2 separate regions of the Sus scrofa genome follow, and region 2 is linked to region 1. A link is a contact called in public HiChIP or PLAC-seq data. All regions are on one chromosome and are shown on one strand. The core of a region is the stretch at or near the end of the contact, and the rest is flanking DNA. Distances in the headings are between cores, read along the strand shown.

Evidence for each region. HiChIP or PLAC-seq counts read pairs in DNA pulled down with a chosen protein or histone mark.
Region 2: a contact with region 1 is called in an H3K27ac HiChIP or PLAC-seq map of skeletal muscle. The contact joins two enhancer-like sites. A contact is called at or near these places in 3 of 47 Hi-C or Micro-C datasets (heart right ventricle and skeletal muscle) and 1 of 2 datasets of contacts at active chromatin or transcription factors (skeletal muscle).

The regions. Positions count from the first base shown.
Region 1 is chr6:70,444,977-70,447,762 of Sscrofa11.1, reverse strand. UBE4B (ubiquitin conjugation factor E4 B) reads right to left here. Exons shown (of 27, transcript XM_021095312.1): 22 at 1,005-1,149. Among named protein-coding and RNA genes, the nearest start is that of KIF1B, 49 kb to the left of the region's middle. Within about 2 kb of position 1,397, at least 19 of the 83 cell types and tissues checked have an H3K27ac peak or open chromatin away from gene starts, as enhancers often do. A contact at or near this core is called in skeletal muscle, where this site is marked.
Region 2 is chr6:70,533,237-70,536,022 of Sscrofa11.1, reverse strand. KIF1B (kinesin-like protein KIF1B) reads right to left here. Exons shown (of 46, transcript XM_021095324.1): 3 at 354-430. Among named protein-coding and RNA genes, the nearest start is that of KIF1B, 39 kb to the right of the region's middle. Within about 2 kb of position 1,407, at least 31 of the 83 cell types and tissues checked have an H3K27ac peak or open chromatin away from gene starts, as enhancers often do. A contact at or near this core is called in skeletal muscle, where this site is marked.

The sequences.
Region 1 (2,786 bases), core at 148-2,647:
TTCCCGGCCCAGTCCTCAACTACCTCCGTGCCATTCACCATCTCTCCTCATGGCTTTCCCCCAAGGCAGGGGTTATCTCTGAGTTGTGGGTGAGCAAACAGCGATGAAGGAACTTTGCATGTGTGGCAGTGCCAGTTCTCAAAGTCGGGGCCGCTGGACCCCATAGCTGGGGCTCTTTCAACCAGAGCTTATCTATTTTTCCAGCACATTCTGCAGAGCCTGGGGACTGGTCCAGACTGGAGCCGACAGCCTGAGACAAGGGGTAAGCTTGGAAGGATGCCTGATAGCGACCCTGGGGCGGTGTGGAGCCTCAGGGCAAACGGAAAGCTGCGGGAGGAGAGGGTGCTGGAGGCGCAGCAGCGAAGCCGTGTCAGGGGTGCACACAAAAGCAGCTCTGATTCTAACAAAACCAGGAGCAGAACTGGCCAGGGGCTCTCAGAGGCCTAGAAACCAACCGCGGAACCATCTACGCGGCTGCAATAAGCTCAGGAGAGGGCGGTACGCTGTCCCTGGCCCAGACTGAATTTCTCATGGAACCTGGCACAGCAGGCCTCCTTTCTATTAATAACTGAATATGAAAGCCATGTTCGACTGAAAGGAAAAAAAAAAACGCCATCAGCGTCCTCCTGAGTTATTCACACAGTTGTCTAAAGAAGATCACAGAACAAATCAAATTCTTGTCTAGCAGACAGAATTGTAGATACGTATCTCTTAGCTACCTTCCTAAATCTTAACCAACATACTCAAACAAAAAAAGCTCTTCACTAAAACAGCCCTTTAAAATTAAAAAGGCAGGGCACGTTTTCAGGACAGATTCTCAAAGACGTCTCAACCCGCCTCTCAGCTTCAAGTCAAGTGTGTAAGGCTCCTCCTGCCCCAAACCTGCCCTCTAACTTCAGGGAAGCCCACAGGTGGGGGGTCTCGGGCACTGACAGGTCCGTCGGAGCTACAGACCCACAGGTGCAGCCCCACGAAGCCGTCCCCGCCCCGGGCCATGTCCTCACCCGGGGCAGCTGGTCCCATTGTTCTTTGTTCTTCATCTCCTCTTGCACTTCGTGGATCCGCTTCAGAGACTCCAGACTTTCATCCAGCAAAAACGTCGTGTCATTTATCAGCATGTTTATATAGCGGACGAACTGCTTCCCAGAACTAAAAAGGCAATTACACGGTACGTGGTCACACATTTCCCCGAGGCCAATGCGGCGGCAGATCCCAGAGCCGAAGGGCTGCCACCCCAAGCGCCTCCCGCCTGGCCCTTCAGGACCGCCTGCCTTGGCGCCATCAAGCACTGCGACCCTCGCGTCTCTCCTTAGATTCGGGGTTATTCTATTCACTGTAGGCACGGTCCAGCTTACACTGTGCTGGAGCCACCCTGCACGGCTCAGGAGAGCCAACTGCTCACATTCTAGAATTTTGTGAGCAGACTCCCTTGGCAGCTTAAATCTGGCAACAGTGGGAAGTATTTATACCCTGGAAAACCAGCAAATGCTGATTTTTTTTTTTTCTCTAGAGTGGGTTTACCAGCACGCCCTTGGCTTGCTCCCTCCATGATTTTAAGTAGAGAAAACATTCTTCCAGAACAGAAAAGAAAACCTGCTTTAACTCGCCAAGATAAAAGGGAAGCACAAACACCCAGAGACCAGAGATAAGAGAACTACCGATACGGTTATTATCCCTTATTGTAAAGAAAGACACACTGAGGAAAAATTGGAAGCTGTAATACTGATAAAGCAGGATATTAACATAATTTATAGAAACAGAATCTTCCAATCTCGAGGACTGTCCTGCATATCCTAGTCTCTAAGGGAACTGCTGGTGAGCTGAGATGCAATGGCCCACCTGTTACTCTGGACCTGCCAGATTATTAGAGAAAAGAGAAGCTGCTTTCAGGATCTGCTACTGGGTCATCCGAGGGCAGTGAGCCCTGGCCTGGGGAAGAGAAGGGGCAGTGAGCACAGGCCTTGTCCTCTGGACACGGAGGAGGCCTGGACTTCAGGCACATGGAAAGTTCAGGATGAGGATTCCTCATCAGCACCATGCAGATCGAGCTGTGGGTCTGTTGGGTGTCCTCAACTCAAGCCGAGCTTTTGTCGGAATGTAATTCTGAGGACAAGAGCAGTTCGTGGAAACAAAGAATTAAAGAGTTTACTTTGCAGAAAGCTATCTAGCAAATGGCTATGCCACTGGTTAATACGTACACTGCTGACTAGTAACTCAGTTAACAAGTGACAACTAGGCTTGGTCAAAGACTGAATCCAGGCTGCGAGAGATCTACGTAGATGGGATAAGGTGTCTTCAGAAAGAACTCTTTCTTCAAGAGTTCTACATTTTTCATCTGCCTTTTCTTTTCAACTTTCGTTGGATTTTAGTGGATGGACAATGCTGTGTTAGTTTCGGGGGTAGAGCAAAGTGATTCAGTTATACATATACATGTTATCTATTCTTTTCCAGATTCTTTCCCCATATAGGTTATCGCAGAATATTGAAGAGTTCCTTATGTCATACAGCGGGTCCTTGTTGGTTTACCTTTCTTTCTTAAGCACTCTTCTCTTTAAAGTAACAGATGGGGACTACCTGTCATGGTGCAGGGGAAATGAATCCGACTAGGAACCATGAGGTTGTGGGTTTGATCCCTGGCCTTGCTCAGTGGATTAAGGATCTGGCATTGCCGTGAGCTGTGGTGTAGGTCACAGATGTGGCTCAGACCTGGCGTTGCTGTGGCTGTGGTGTAGGCCGGCAGCTGGAGCTCCGATGAGACCTGTAGCCTGGGAATCTCCATATGCCGA
Region 2 (2,786 bases), core at 158-2,657, 88 kb before region 1:
TTTTTCGCAATAAACACAGTCTTCAGTGATGAATGTTTTCCAATCCCTTTCACAGGCCTTTCCCTTGGCAATCAGGCTTTGCAATAGTTTAAAACATCTCCTAACACAAAACAGGGGGAAAAAAAGAACAAAAACAAAAAGCATAACAAAGAGATGCAGAAGCAAACTCTAGGAACAATCCCTAGAAGCCAGCAAGATTTTGGGGTCCTTTGGGGTGAGGGTATACTGTGAAGGGTCCTACTCTTCATTTCCCTAGATGTTGGTGATCTTCGCCTTCCTTGTGGACCCGCAGACTCTTTCAAAATGTTTAAACCCCACACTGTTCTACTACACAGTTCTGTGAGAACACTCACCGAGGTGTGAGACCAGTAGGAGTAGTCAAAGCTGAAGGACTTTGGAGCTTCCTTTGGGTTCTTTGGGTTAATAATACCTAAAGGATGAAAATGTTTTGATTTCATAAGTCACTCAGTTAAATGTTCTTTAATTCAACATGATGTTATGTTGGAAGCTCAAAACATCCAAATCAGTAATTTTGTACCACTGAATCTGAACAGGGCAACCAAAACCCCAGAACAATCACATTTTTAATAGGTAGGACCTATATATTGAACTTGAAAAGAATGAGACCAACAACATTCACTAGATGTTGTCAGGATTTACAACAGAGCCTGGTACATAGTAGGTGCTCAGGAAATACTTTGAGACTGAATCTTAGGTAAGTTAGCAGACCAAATTTAGAAATGGGCCATGTTACTATTTCAAGATACTTCATAAGGCCAGAAATATTTCAAGACACCAGAAATAAAAATCAGAAAATTATTCAATTTATCCAAACACTATGTGAAACAAACTCCTTTTACCTACTTAAGAATGCTTCATTGGAAAGTTTTATTTTTATTTCTGAAGTCCACAGCTGATAATAACTAATAGATAAGTTATTACATATATATATATATACACACATGTGTACATACATGGATGTGTGTACACACTAGAATCACAGACCTCTAAATCATCTGCAGAAGCTCATAAACAGTAAAATTGCTTTTGACTGAAAAGTACGAAGTCTCGTCGCCCATATTAGAAGTGATCTGTGGTGTGATTAATCCAGTCACATACTTCAGGGACTGACTGAAAGCTGGGGCCTGGCTTCCCTTCCTCCCTCACCCACATGAAGCTTTAGCACTTCATATTTCACATGGAATAGGATCTTTAAAACATGTGGTCATGAAATCTTCTCAAAGACCATGCATCTCAACCAATCCACTTCTCTAAGGCCAAGACCACGTCCCAGGCTATCAGTGAGATCAGGATTAAAAAATAAATCTGTCCCGGGCAGCTGCTGCTCAGGACACAAATAGCAACAGTTGCTACGGTGCTTAGTTCTCTCTGGCTGGATTCCACAGGGTATGGCCACACTTATGTTCCAACCTCAAATGCTGACAGAGTATTAATAAGGCGCACACTGCACATAATCATGTGACAAGAAGACATAGTTCCAGAAAGAACATCTCCCCCCACACAAATGGTAACCTAAGCAAAGAAAGAAGTAGGCTTCTAAACAAAAGGCGCTACCTATGGAGATTTAAAGAACAGTCAGCATTCATGGAGCACTTACTCTGAGCTCTAAGTACTTTCCGAGCATTAACCCATTTAATCCTCCCAACCACTCAATGGCAGATGTTTCACTGTCCCCATTTTACAAAGAAACCATCACAAAGAGGTTAAGAAACTTACCCAAGGCTGTGGAGCTAGCTAGTGGCAATTCAGGATGTGAACTGGGAGAGGCTGGCTTCTGAGCCCAGTCACCCACCATGTAAATACTCCCTATATGCGGTGATCACCAAGGCAGACACAAGAAGGCACTTCTATGTGTAGGCACATGTTTATGAACCCCCGAAACTGTACCGCAGGCATTGTTTAGAACTCTCCTTACCCATCTGAAACTAGGAATTATTAGAATTATATAGTTCCTAAAAGATGAAAGACCACACACACCAACTCCACCAAGAAAAGGAAACTGATATCATACTTTGTGAGCCAGATTCCAGGTTTCAGTGGCTCAGCAATAAGGACAATAACAAGATGTATAATATGACCCCTAAAGTAGTCTTCACCACTCAAAAACAGGGTTAAAATAAACACTTTCTAACCTCTAGGAAATATGCTGTCATCAAACTTTTAAGCCATACCTCATTCGTTCTTTTAACTACTCACTGCCAACACCGATTCCGCCAAGACGACTTAAGAAAGAGCTAGTTTTTAGATCCTACCCTTCTGTTCTCTTTTACCTGGTAAAGAAAAACTACACCAGTGAGTAATTTCCTAGATTCACATGAAATCCTTTTCCACTTCCTTAATGTACTCTTCTATCCCAGATTGTTGAGACTTCTGAAACTAATAAATTTTCCTAACTTCCAGCTTCAAAACCAAGCTGCCTTTAATTTTTATCTATTTTTTCCTTCCTGCTATTATTTATTTCATTCAGCACCTGGATGTATGAATTCATTTAACAAACTTTCTTCTGGCACATTTGCTGTGTATTGTTAGGTACACAAAGAAAGATCAGAAAGATACATCCTCCTGCTGAATAGCATTGAGAACTTTGTCTAGATACTCACGTTGCAACAGAAGAAAGGGTGGGGGAAAAAATGTAATTGTAATGTATACATGTAAGGATAACCTGACCCCCTTGCTGTACAGTGGGAAAATTAAAAAAAAAAAAAATTAAAAAAAAAGAAAGATACATCCTTTGTTTTTCCTTCAAATTTGAGTTTTTAAAATTT